Linked DNA regions of Mus musculus: all the other regions are linked to region 2. The links are chromatin contacts, called in public HiChIP or PLAC-seq and promoter capture Hi-C maps. All regions are on one chromosome and are shown on one strand. The core of a region is the stretch at or near the end of the contact, and the rest is flanking DNA. Distances in the headings are between cores, read along the strand shown. Region 1 holds the start of Abca16 (ATP-binding cassette, sub-family A (ABC1), member 16). Region 2 holds the start of Dcun1d3 (DCN1, defective in cullin neddylation 1, domain containing 3 (S. cerevisiae)). Region 3 overlaps Mosmo (modulator of smoothened).

Region 1 (4,398 bases), core at 1,343-3,842, 510 kb after region 2:
CTAACAATGTGGGTACTTGAGATCCAGGGAGTGGAACTGTGCCTGATAGTGTGAATTTCATATTTGTGAATATTCCTCTTGAAATGCCTTAGTGTGTAAATGTCTTTGATGACTACCCTCAAATTCCATTATCAGTCCAGGTCCATCAAAAAAAAAAAAAAAAAAAAAAAAAAAAGGAGACAAAGAACTACCTCCTCCGCTTCTCAATCGCCTGTTTCTTCTGCTTTCTGATTTTGCCCTTCTGGTCTTGTCTAATTTAACGTACCTGACAGAAATTGGGGGTGAGGGGAGAGGCTCCTCTGGGAGCTAGAGGGAGGCTTCAATAGCAACTGCATGTTTTGTTGTTGTTTAAGGTGTTTGGCATTTTGGAGAAAGCAAAGGAACAATACAATTTAGAAGACTATTCCATCAGTCAGATCACCCTGGACCAAGTCTTCTTGTCTTTTGCCGACCAAGACAGGAAGTGATTATGAGACAGAGGTTCCTTGAGATTCCGTTACAAATAGTAATATTGACTTTTCGTTTTTCTTTTTCTTTCTTTCTTTCTTTTTTTCCTACATCTGGGTCCATGGGAAGGTCATCCTGTGCTTGTGAATCTTCATGTAAATATATTTGTGTAATAAATACTTCCCTGAGAGAAAAAAAAAATGTGTCCTTTCACTGAAGATATAGCTGAATGTTGTTTCCGATATGACTAAATCTAGAAACATTTCTTAGAGCTGTTTTTCTTTCCTAGAAAAATGAAAGAGCAGCATTCTTTTTTGTAAGGACCCATTCTTAGATGGTCTAAGTACTTGAGTATAAACATCTAACAGTGATGGTGTCATCAGATTTGGCAAGTAGAAATGCATTAGTTTTAGCAGCTGTAAATAAGAGCACAAACCCCAAACAAGTCAAATTTGCCACAAACATTCACACAAATATATGTGCATAAACACACATCAACTTATTCCCTGCTATGTCTAAGTTAAATTAATGTTAAAGTTTGAAATTATTGTTTCCAAAATTCAAAATAATGGTCTTTTACTTCAGTGACTAAAGAAAGACAATGAAGTGCATGGATGGGATCAGTGGGATATTTTAAAAATAACATGTTTTTGTTTCTATTCTTGCTTCCCCTGTAATAAAGAATAAGACCTCTCTGACCTCCACCTTCATGTGACATGTCCCTACCCCAAATAAATAAAATGTAATTAAAATGGTTTTAATTGTATACAGAAGACACTGTTCTTTTTATATAAAGAAGGATTTTATTTTTATCAAGCTCTAGGGCTATGAACATACTCTGTAGCTTTTCCTTTGGCTACCTAGGTATGTGTACCTTAATGGGAGTCAACAGAAAGGTATGATTGATTCCTGAGGAAATATTCATTGCTTTTGATTACTAAAGCTATTATATCCATTGCTTTCCTGTTTACTGCGTGGGGGAAAGCTATGGTTCTGTTTTGGTCTTACAACATATATACATAGGGTATAAACTGAACAATAAAAACACCTTCTTGATTGCCATCATGAACAGCACAGTACTCCAATAGGAACTTAGACATACCTATGATGAACACTGAAACAAATAATAATAGAAGATATATCCTTCTCAAGTAGGTTGGTGACTTGGTTCTATGGCAGAGCACTTGAACAGCAAGCACCTGGTTTTGATTCCCAGCTCTAAAAAGAAAAGCCTCTAAAACTTTAAGCCTCTACTTAACAATACTGAAATCTTACGGAGTGCCTTATCTAATAAAACTTATTGGATAACTTATTTACTAAAACTAGAAATCAACAACAGATCAAATAGTGGAAATTTCGCAAGTATTTGAAAGTAAAATACTATTAATTATGAGTCAAAACAAGAAAACAAATTACAAAATGTCTTCAGAAAATGAAATAAGATCAAAACATACCAAACTTTCAAAAGCAAAGCAGAGCTGAGAAAAATGTGTAGCTATAAATGAAGTCTTCTAAAACAGCAACAAAATACTTTTAAATCAAGAATCAAACTGCACGCCTAACACAAGTAGAAAAGTAGGAGAAGCATAAAATAGCAAAACAACAAAACCAAGAATTGACAAAGGAGAAAAATCAGAAAAAAACCAAAATTTAGATATTTGAAAACCAGACACTGACAAGTCTTCATCTATATTAAGGAAAACTTGGGCCTGGAAGGTGGCTCAGAAGTTAAGGGCAGTTCCAGGACAGCCTGGTCTACAAAGTGAGTTCCAGGACAGCCAGGGCTATACAGAGAAACCCTGTCTCGAAAAACAAAAAAAAAAAAAAAGAGACCCGGTTTCAAATCCCAGCATCCACATGGCAGCTCGCAACAACTGTAGGTAACTCCAAGAGCTGACACTCTCACATAGACATACATGCAGGCAAAACACCAATGCACGTAAAATTAAGGTAGATAAATTTAAAATAAAATAGTTTAAGAACAAAAAACCCCCTGAAAAACCTTAAATTGCTACATTACTATAGGATGAATAAGGCTCTTGGGTCCTCCCACACATCCCAAGCACTGCCTTCCGCTACTGGGCCTCTGCCCCGCCTCCGAACTTCCGGTTGGCCTGGCTCCTGCCCAGGGAGACTGCGCAGAGCAGAGCGGTTGATCCGGGTGTTGAGGGTGTTGAGCGGAAGTGCTGCTCAGGAAAGACTGGAGCCCAGCAGCGATTCATTGGAGGAAACAGGGGCTGTGGAGGCGGTTGCTAGCTCTGAGTGGTGAGTGTCAGAGTTTAAGGCTTCCTAAACTCCCAAGTTGACAACTCACACTGTGAGAGGTTTGAAGTACATTTGAGGTCTGGGCTGTAGCTTACTGAGGAACAGCTCAAGTTTTGGAAGAGCAGTTTGACCATGGTAACTCCTGTCATTTCCCATTTAAGTTGTTGGGGTGATGTCAGAGCCCAGCTATCGGTGTAAGGTTACAGGAGGTTAAAGGTAATAGGCTAGAGGGCACATTGCTCACCTCCTTACCATTCCCCGTGTGTGTTGGAGAACTGAATGGATAGGAGGACTGCACAGAGTACAATGTCGCACAACCTTAAGACATTTAATTTAATGACCCATGGCTTAGCTGGGTCAGCTTTTGAAAAGAAAAAAGGAACACCTTCTGTTAGAAAAGCAAAAGCTACTAATTCCTCCATAATTCCGTGCTTTCTAGGAAAAGAAAGTTGCTCCTTGACATTTTCCACAAAAGCAAGAAAACTTTTAACTATCCTGGCACGTATGTGGGACTCTTTGCTCCTGAATTCTCGTCATGGTCTATTCTGTGCCCCATGAAATCTAATTCTGGGTCTTGATTGAATGCTGACAGTTAAAGAACTTACCCAGAACTGATGTCACTCATTTTTCTTTTTTCTGTACTTTTCAGAAAACTTTGGTCAACCTTTGTCAATTTTATTGTATGTCTTAGATAAGTAGGTGCCATTACTTGAGAAAATTAAATATGAAAAACCAGTATTTTTATTAGATTTCTTAAATATGCTTGTCTACTTTATTCTTTTTCTGTAAGTCTTTGAATATATTGTAGGTTGAGGTGTATTGTAGTTATCTCTGTTTAGAACCAGTACTTCATACTTCTACTTGACTATAGCTCAGTACCCACTAATCAATATTCCTTAACCACCCCAAATCCCACACCTGTCTTCTCCCTCTGGGAACCATCTCTGTGTCCATGAAATAATTTCTTCTTATATCCTACATACAAGAGTACACATAGTCTTTCTGTGCCTGGCTTGTTTCACTTAACATGATAATTTAGTTCAGTCTATGTTGTTGCAAGTGATATGATTATATTCTTAGTGTTATGGGTCTGGAGTTGTTCGGCGTCTCACCAGTATATTATTAAAATTTTAACTAATCAGAAGCTTTTTATTTAAATACTGATATCAGGGCCGCATCTAAGAGCACTCCCATGATGCGGCATTTAGCTATCTCAGCCCAGGGCTTATAAAGAGAGAGAGAGAAAAAAAAACCACATTATATGTATTCTGCCTTTGCAAGAACAGCAAGTTTTACAAGATCAACCAACTTTAAGAATAGTTTTCAATGTCTGGGGAAAGGGAAGCATGCTGGCTGACAGGGGACAGCGTGTACAAGCTAGAGGTTTACATGTTACAGGCAAGTTTTGCTTTTTTTTGCTCTCTCAAAATTAATAATTAAAACTTTAAATGTAATTAACCAAAAGCTCCAAATAATCAGGATACAATTCACAGACCACATGAAGCTCAAGAAGAAGGAAGACCAAAGTGTGGATGCTTTGGTCCTTCTTAGTAGGAGAACAAAATACTCACGGGAGCAAGTATGGAGATAACGTGTAGAGCAGAGACTGAAGGAAAGGCCATCCAGAGACTGTCCCACCTGGGGATCCATCCCATATACAGTTACCAAACCCAGACACTATTGTGG
Region 2 (4,453 bases), core at 833-3,332:
CTCCAGCATTCAATCAAGATCAGATTTGCTGACAATCAAAATCAGATTTGCTGATTTATCATTTCTGTCCTCACCTCCCACTCTGATAAACTCCTTGAGAGAGGACCCTTTTTGCTTGTGTTCACCTTTGTACACTCACTGTCTGAAACACTGGCTAGCACTTTAATAGCAGTTTGAATGAATTTTGGACTTGTCATTGAATGACAAACTAGGTTCCAAATGAATTAAAGTGAGACAGCTAGCAGTAACTCTTCTGCTATATTTCTGTAATAAACATCATTACTTGTACAATCAAGGCGTCAAGTCTTCTGTTTTATCGGGCCCTGATAAATGCGATGGGACTCTCTTCCCACCATCAGAACATCTGCTATGATAAGCCTAGTGATACTGCACAACAAATTCAGTTAAAGAGCAACACGTTTGCACTTTCTAGTCAAAGGACCCCTAAAATCTCGCACTCTTTCTTAACGCATAAAGTTTCTTAAAAGACAGTTCCATAATTAACAGAGAATTTCTTCTTTTAAAATGTATCAACACCAAAACAAGATTCATTAACACTTCACTCTGGAATCTCTGACAGCCTAGAAGAGGCACTACTTACTCATGATGGGGTGTTTGTTTGTTTGTTTGTTTTTTAAACAATATGAGAGAGTTCTTTCCAATCAGTCTTTCTTTTTTTTCAGACATTTCTATACCCATTATGCACTGTGTTTTGCTAAAAGCATAAGCACATATCACACTGTCTCTTCTACGACCACCTATACACAAGGCATCGGCTAAATAAGATAAAAAAATCAAGCTGATTGTAAGACATACAAATCGAGACAGGCATAAAAGAGCTATTGTCCAACTGTAGAAACAAAAACAGTAATATAGGGTTTTCTGTTCTCTGAAGTGCATCATGAAGTGTGGGTGGAGAGAAACACAGAAATCCAGAATTAGCCTAACATCAAATCATTTTTGGAAAGAGTTGACAACATGTAAATTCCTCACATATAAAGTATTTAGAGCGAGAGACCTTGATTCCTGGGCTATGAAGCCACTTATGATGCCTTGGAAGAGCTCTGGAATTCTAGTATTCATAAAAGAAAATGTTCATTATAATCGGGAGCCAGGCGGCGTTGTGAGGTACTCCCCAATGTGACACAGACCATAACTGAAGTACTACAAAGCTTGCAGTTAGGAGCTGGGATAGAGGCTGAACACCAAATTCAAAAGAGGTAGCTGAGGTACTAAGTGCCACAAAGGGGAGAGGGTGTCCACGACTGCCACTTAACCACAGAGAATTAAAGTATGAAACAGAGGTGTGTATGAGGGGAGATAAGAGATGGGGATGGAAAAAACAATACATTTGTCATCCCGTCCCACTTCCTAAACAGGATATAGGCAAACCCTCCAGCCCCATTACCTCAGGCACAGATGGTTATCGTTTATAGCAAAGGTGCACTGAAAGGCCTTCAGGTCTGAGCCCCTTAATTCCAGAGCTGTTAACGATTACAGAAAAGGATGGGGGTGGGGAGAAAAATCAGGGAGGGAGCTGCAGATTCACCCACCACCTCCCCCTTGGGCTCCTACCTCACGGCTCTTACCCTGGACTTTCAGCTCAGAGTCTGCAGACCCTCCCCGGGGATCTACAGCCCCAGGTCCCCAGGCCCGGGATTGAGGGGTGCTGGCGATGGACAGGCAGGGACAGTAGGTAAGTTTTCGGAGCCTTGCGCTTGACAAGCCACAGGCTCCCCTCACAGCCTCTTCTTCCAGAGGGACCAGTCCAGACAAGGCGCTGATATGCACTCCTCCCTTTCCACCACCACCCCCTTTCTCGAAGGAACCGAACCCCCGCCCCTTCATCTCTCAACGCTCCCCCCTTTTCCTCAACTCCCCCCCTCCAAACTCACAGCTGCTCCAGAGGTTCCTCCAGTCAAACCCTTTCTGGAAACGACGGCGGCCCGGCGGGTCCAAACTACCTACCATCCCCGCTTGCGTTTCCAGGCTCCCTACCCCCGCCGCCGCCGCCTTTTCTGCCACCGCGGCCGCCGCCTCCTCCTCATCTGCAGCCCACCGGCGGCGGCCGCCCCGAAGCCCCGCCCCCTCCATTGCCTCCTGCATCATCACTTCCGGTAACCCCGCCGGCCGCTGGCTCGAGGAGGGAGAGAATGGGAGAGGGGCGGGGACAGGAACGAGGAGGGTGACGTCACGACGTACGCGAGGACGTCCGAAGCCGTCTCCAAGTAAGGGCAAGGCGGGGAGCGGCGGAGGGTGGGCTAGGAGCTGGGCCAGGCCATTTTCTGACTAGAAATGGGGCAAGGGGATAACGAAAGGGTGAAAGGGAAGGCTGGAGGAGAGGGAGGTTAGCTCAGTTGTTGAGTGCGGCGGGGAGTCGGCTAAATCTGGAAGTTTCAGGAGGTTTGAGACGACCTCTAACCTGGGCCTCATGCTAACACAGCGGTCCGCCCGGTGGTTTGGCCCGGCCTGGCCTACTGGACCTGCTGGATACAGCCCGGTGTGGCCAAGGCTCGGCAGAGCTCCTGGCACCGCCTCTTCCCAGCCGGCTCCTGTGGGTGGGGAAAAGCAGGAGTGACGCTGAGTGAGTGTAAGGATGGAGACGCCGGCTCCAGTCGCGGGGGACTGGGGAAAGGGGTTGGCTTCCCAGGGCCAGGGATGAGATGCCGGTGTGGGGTTGCTAGGAGACGCGCCTGTATGACCCCAGCCTCGCGAGGGCGACTGGTGTCATCGCTGCTGGCCTCGGGAGACCTGCCTAAGGGAACTGGCACGTGGGAGAGATCCTGCCTGGGACCCTTCAGACTTTTCGATTATAAATGGAAGGCGACGGGGCAGTTGTAGGAGGCTGGAGAGGTGCTGGCCTTGAGAAAGGCCACCCAAACGATCCCGGATGTAGGAATCAGACTTCAGGTGATGATGAAGGCTAGTTTCATTACTAAGATGAGCAAATGACAAAATGAAGGAAGTCTTGTTTCTGAACTTTTCATTAATAAGTAAATGAATGCAGAGAATAGCAGCTGCCCCAGAAGCTGAATGGTGTGGTGAGAAGGCCTCTTCCAGGTTTAAGAGGAAAAGAGAATGGGAGAAGGAACTGCCTTGTGGGTAACATTTTAAACAAAAGGCAGACGAGAAAGAAGTCTTGGAGTTGCAGAAATAGCAAGGTTTTGGCCTTTGTATTACTTCCCTGAAGTGTAATGAATGACCAAACCTTAATTTACATTTAAAAAAATTGCTGCTGGATAAAAGAAGGTAGTTAAAGGGCTGTTGCTAAGGCCATGAGAGATGACAGTGGTGGAAACATGGAAATTAAGAGAATTGATTCATAATGTATTTGGGAGCTTGAGCATTCCAGACTGAATGCTGAACTGGATACGAAATGTATGGGAGAATGTGAAACCAAAGATGTTTCTCTAGAGAAAACAGTTTGGGAAGGAATCTCCTATGCTCTCTGGAACGTATGTCCAGAGTCATTTTACAGCCCATGAAGATGTCCAGAAATGAGACGGACAAGCTGGAAGACAAGTCATGGTTGGAGATAATAAATGTGGGGTTTATTCCTAGACCCTGGAATAGGTAGTAGATGAGAAAGAGCCCCAAATTCTTTAGATCTCACATTTAGAGACCACCAAGAAGGGTACAAGCCAGTAGGAAGCTCAATAAGAACACCTCAAAAATAAGGAGTCCCCCTTAATATCGTTAAACAATAGTATCCACCCTCACAATCAGTGAGAGTCACCTTTTGAGGGCCTCAAATCTCTTCCTGCTCTCCCAGCTGTCAAAGCTTTTGGACTTGGTGTACAAGAATGTGTGTGCACTCCTGATTTCCTTGATAAATGTTGGTTTACATGAGCCCATTGGGATCTATTTTGTCATATCTTCGTAGGAACACCTTATACGATACCAGCCCTGGAATTCTTGTTTGGTTTGTTGTGTGATTGTGCATGTTTTCTTTCTCATGTGTTATAGACCGAGCTAGCCTCAAACTCAAGAGATCCACCTGTCTCTGCCTCCCTGTCTGGAGGGCTGGAATTAAAAGGTGTGCACGACCACACCCATCTCAGCCTTGGAATTCTTACAAAAGGAGTTTTGTCCCTGCTGCTACCGATGCCACTCACATAGTGAATCTCAATGAAAAGGGTATCTGAAGGGCTGGGTTTCATTCTTGGATCTGCTGGGTGGCCTTGGAAAAGGTCCTGTTCTTCGAATTGATAGGGTTGGCCTAGATTAAAAGTTGCAAGCTGGCAAGACAGATAATGCCTGCAAGCATAGTGTTCAGCCCGCAGCATGATTTAAATTCTTCTTTCTTAGACTATGCTTGCCAGTTTTTAAAAATTGAACATCAGAATCCAGATTTTTGGCTTCATTAGGAAAATCGGACAGTCTGGCAACACCAGTCTGAGGTTCCTAGAATCCTACACAGCTGAAACTGCAGAGTTGCTTATCCTTTGTTTGT
Region 3 (4,299 bases), core at 103-2,602, 800 kb after region 2:
CTTGTGCAATCTCAGGGAGACTGAATCTCTAATTGGTTTCTTGCCCTAGTCCTTGCCTTCAGCAACTTTGCCTCAGTATGAAAATGTTTCTGTTCCTTTGAAGATGCTTGCCAGGCTAAGCCACAGATCATCTCCAGGGTCTTTATTGTGGGTGTTACCTTTGGGGAGAACATCTGACTACGGTTTTCCTTTTGAAAGCACATCTGCATGTTTCTAGATTCACAATGGGTTGTTACTTTCCTAGGTCTTACCATCATCCAATTTAAGAAATGGATGGGGCTGGAGAGATGGCTCAGTGGGTAAGAGCACCCGACTGCTCTTCCGAAGGTCCGGAGTTCAAATCCCAGCAACCACATGGTGGCTCACAACCATCTGTAATGAGATCTGACGCCCTCTTCTGGAGTGTCTGAAGACAGCTACAGTGTACTTACATATAATGAATAAATAAAAAAATCTTAAAAAAAAAAAAAAGAAATGGATGGTTTCTCCTCCAGAAAACAAAGTATACATAGGTGGTAATCAAATAACATATTACTTTCAATTAAACTATTCAGATTTTCCCTTCTTGCTTTCAGGTTTTCAGAATGGAATTGTCATACTGAACATTTACACAGAAGTGTGTGGAGGCCTTCATTCTTGAGTGTCTGTGGATGACTGGGTTCGTGATCCACAGCCACGATGCTCAGTCCCTTATATAAAACTGCACACTGTTTGCTTATAAACCAGGCCACGCTTCTGTTTGCCTTTTCAACTCAATTATTTATAATGCTTAACACAGTTGAAATGCTGTATAAATAGTTGTGCATTGTATTGCTTTAGGGATTGTGGCATGGAAAAGTATAAATCTTTAGTATCTTCAGTATAGGTACAATTTTGTCTCCCCCTTGGATATTTTCAGTATGAGGTTGATCGAATCTAAAGATGTGGAATGTATATACTGTATATAGCCAACTTTATGCAATACATATAAGTGTGCCTTTCTTTTGATTATTTGGTTGTATATAGCAGAAGTTCTAATATATGTGTTGAAACCATTGCAGTCCCTATCGTAGATAAGCTGCAGAGCTATGGGATTGAGAAAAGTTTTGTTGTTTAACATCAGAAGCACATAATTAAGGACTCTAAAAATCCTAAGACTGTTTTAAGCTTTTTTCTGAAATAACTGCTTCCTTCTTTAATTGCCCTCTTAGCATACTCAGTCTTTTTGGAATTGTTACATGCAATTTACTTAGTTGTATTTCTTTTAATTTTGCATTTTACAGGGCTGTAGATCACACAGCTCATGCTCTGTCTTACCCTCCACTTAGCCCCCCACCTCGTGACCCTGAGGGAGCACGTGTCACCAGAGCACTCCTTCTCTTGCCCTTCTGTGTGTTCGTGCTTTAAGAGTCACAAAGGCAGATTGCTGAATGCACAGTCTTGACATTTTAAATACCTCCGATTTTGAAAGCGTTCTTTCTCTGAGCTGTTAGATCCAAGTATGATTAATAAAATGAAGCAGGGTTCCTGCAGTTCCTCCTCAGTCGAGTTGCTATTTAGTCTTCTGGCCTTGTCATCTGTCTGGTGGTGAGAAATCCCTTATATAAAACTGCATACTATCAGCTTGCTTTAGTGTCCTATACATTAAGGTCTGTGGTTTAAGGAAACCCACTTTACCTTTGTTTAGAATTCTTGTGTTTTAAACTTTTAGCTTTCTATTGACTTTTTTGTTTTAAACATCAGCATATGATTTAGCCATCAATTGAACTAGAGCTCTAGACACTGAAGTCTGCTTGAAAGGGAAAGTGCTGTTGCATTTGTAAAGGCTTCTAGGCAGGTGTTTGATCTCTGGTACTCCCCACCCCCACCCCCACCCCCACCCCCTTTCATTGATCAGATTCTCTCAAGTTCTGTGCCGCCTGCACCTCACTGTATTTTGCAGATAAGGCTCCAGTGGAGGGGTTGGGAGTTTAATTAGCAAATTGCTAAATAGCATCACAAAAACCAGTGATGGTGTAGGAAGACTCTTGCCTCAGTTCCCTCTTGCCATCAGACCATGCCTCTCTCTCCTACCCCCAAATTCTGAAAATTTCCTGGCAAAATGCTTTCCAAGTTCATTAAATTTGAAGAAGATCTATACAAGGGCCATCACATGTTATTTCAGACTCCAGATGGGATCTATACTAACTGTCCTGATTCATCATTGATAAGAATGCCCCAAGCTAGTATTTTCTTGGGTTTAATCTTGCAGACCTTCCCGTAAGTAGATATTTACAACCTGTCATACATCACTGCAGAGAAAATTCAAATATGAAGAAGTATTTGAAAATCAAAACTATTTTCCTTGTCTTTTGGGACTGATGTAGCCATTGCATTATGAACTGACTGCAGCTGTGGTCACCTTACACAACCAAGCCAAGAGATCAGTCAGCATCCCAGCAAGCAGTGTACCAGGTGGGACTCATTGCATCACAAAAACACAGGGAGGGGAGGAGGGTGGTGGGGCGGTCATGAAAGTGGGAAAGACAGTGGGAATGCAGAGATGGGACGGCTATGATTAAGATACTTTGAATAAAAATGGCCCCCATAGGCCCATAGAGAAGAGCACTATTAGGAGATGTGGCCTTGTTGGAGTTAAGTGTGGCCTTATTGGAGGAAGTGTGCCACTGGAAGTGGCTTTGAGATTCCAAATGCTCAAGCCAGGCCCAGTGTCTCTCCTTCTCTTCCTGCTGCCTGCAGATCTGGATGTAGAACTCTCAGCACCATGTCCACTCACACACCACCACCACACACACTCAGCACCATGTCCACTCACACACCACCATGGCTCCTGTTATGATGACAGTGGACTGAACCTCTGAACTGTAAGCCAGCCCCATTAACTGGGGGCTGCTTTCCTTTATAAGAGTTGCTGTGTTCATGGTGTCTCTTCACAGCAATGGAAACCCTCACTAAAACACATTCTATACTTGTTACATGAAATTGTCAAAGAATAAATAAAAGACTTATTTAAAATCTCCATTTCACTCTAGCTGCATATGTAGCAGAAGAGAGGCCCCTTGGTCTTGCAAACTTTATATGCCTCAGTACAGGGGATGCCAGGGCCAAGAAGTGGGAGTGGGTGGGTAGGGGAGTGGAGGGGGAGGGTATGGGGGACTTTTGGGATAGCATTTGAAATGTAAATGAAGAAAATACCTAATTTAAAAAAAGAGTAAAAAAAAAGTAAAAAAAAAATCTCCATTTCAAGTCAATTTAAACATGTATGTGTCTGAATAAAACTTTAAACATGTACGTGTCTGAATAAAACTTATCCACACAGATAGATCATTATTTTTCCACTTCAGAATTTGCTTAGAATATTTGAACATTAACTAATCCCATGTGTTTTTTTCTAGTTAAATTATATGTCGATACTTTTTTGTTTTACCATTAAATATTTCCAGTATAATGTGACTTTTCTAGGAAGGGTACTTCTTTTTTTTAAGCTCTTATTTTGAGGTGACAGATAATCACAAAAGAGAGGATTAGTTTAATCTTCATAAAGTACTTATAATTAATTTTTGTAGGCCCAAACACAAGAAACTAATGAGTGATCCAGACAGTTAACCAGGTAATTGGAAGCCATCAAGAAAAGCACTGAGATAGCAGCAGGCACACATTGCTGTGGACTGTGCTCACTGGTTGCCTCTGAGGCATGGAAGGTTAGCGATGGCAAAAGAGAAATGACACTTTTCCTTTTGAAAAGTATATATTCATTTTTAAAATCAAAATATAGTTATATCATTTCTCCCCTCTTCCCACCCCTTTCATGCATCCCCCCCCCAAGTTTGTGACTCGTTTGTTTTTATTACATAAGTGTTTTTTTTATTTGCTTAGTTTGGCTTGGCTTGTTTTTTTGAGACAGGGTTTCTCTACATAGCCCTGACTATCCTTGTACTTGCTCTGTAGACCAGGATCTCAAACTCAGAGATCCTCCTGCCTCTGCCTCCCAAGTACTGGATTATAGATATGCTTCACCATGTCTGGCTGCTACATAAATGATAAATGCATCAATAAGGCAATATCTAAAGATTGTGTAGGACTTGGCCAAAGAAAGAAGGGATATAAGATTGTCCCAAGTAGGAAGAAATCTGGATGCCAGACCTCAGAGAGGTGCCCCTTCCCTGCCCCCAACACACACATTTTCACTTAGAAAACTTGGAAGCTTGGATGCTGGAGAACTGCAGTGTGAAGGAAGTCTGGCATCGGGTGACTGGCATGCAGTAAGAAACAGGGACTGGACTGTGAGGAGTGTTGTCTAGTGTAAGCAGATTCCCTGAG

What was found. Promoter capture Hi-C pulls out the DNA fragments that hold promoters and counts their contacts. HiChIP or PLAC-seq counts read pairs in DNA pulled down with a chosen protein or histone mark.
Region 1: a contact with region 2 is called in a promoter capture Hi-C map of embryonic stem cells, with 2.9 times the contacts expected there. The contact joins the promoter of Abca16 here to the promoter of Dcun1d3 in region 2. A contact is called at or near these places in 2 of 39 promoter capture datasets (embryonic stem cells and maxillary cranial neural crest).
Region 3: a contact with region 2 is called in an H3K27ac HiChIP or PLAC-seq map of embryonic stem cells, with 2.3 times the contacts expected there. The contact joins the enhancer-like site here to the promoter of Dcun1d3 in region 2. A contact is called at or near these places in 6 of 39 promoter capture datasets (the 3T3-L1 cell line, 3T3-L1-derived adipocytes, the C10 cell line and 3 more), 3 of 115 datasets of contacts at active chromatin or transcription factors (embryonic stem cells, extraembryonic endoderm stem cells and large pre-B cells) and 1 of 9 other capture datasets (adipose tissue).

Annotation. Positions count from the first base shown.
Region 1 is chr7:120,407,055-120,411,452 of GRCm38.p6, forward strand. Abca16 (ATP-binding cassette, sub-family A (ABC1), member 16) reads left to right here and starts at 2,593. Exons shown (of 27, transcript NM_001278943.1): 1 at 2,593-2,712. It overlaps Abca15 (ATP-binding cassette, sub-family A (ABC1), member 15), which reads left to right. Exons shown (of 31, transcript NM_177213.3): 31 at 354-633. The coding sequence ends at 467.
Region 2 is chr7:119,893,663-119,898,115 of GRCm38.p6, forward strand. It overlaps Dcun1d3 (DCN1, defective in cullin neddylation 1, domain containing 3 (S. cerevisiae)), which reads right to left and starts at 2,083. Exons shown (of 3, transcript NM_001163703.1): 1 at 1,896-2,083. It overlaps Lyrm1 (LYR motif containing 1), which reads left to right and starts at 2,199. Exons shown (of 4, transcript NM_001285959.1): 1 at 2,199-2,228.
Region 3 is chr7:120,694,044-120,698,342 of GRCm38.p6, forward strand. The region is part of intron 1 of Mosmo (modulator of smoothened); the gene reads left to right. It overlaps Gm51495 (a long non-coding RNA gene), which reads left to right. Exons shown (of 2, transcript XR_003946866.1): 2 at 245-551. Among named protein-coding and RNA genes, the nearest start is that of Gm51495, 4.3 kb to the left of the region's middle. Within about 2 kb of position 1,353, at least 9 of the 459 cell types and tissues checked have an H3K27ac peak or open chromatin away from gene starts, as enhancers often do. A contact at or near this core is called in embryonic stem cells, where this site is marked.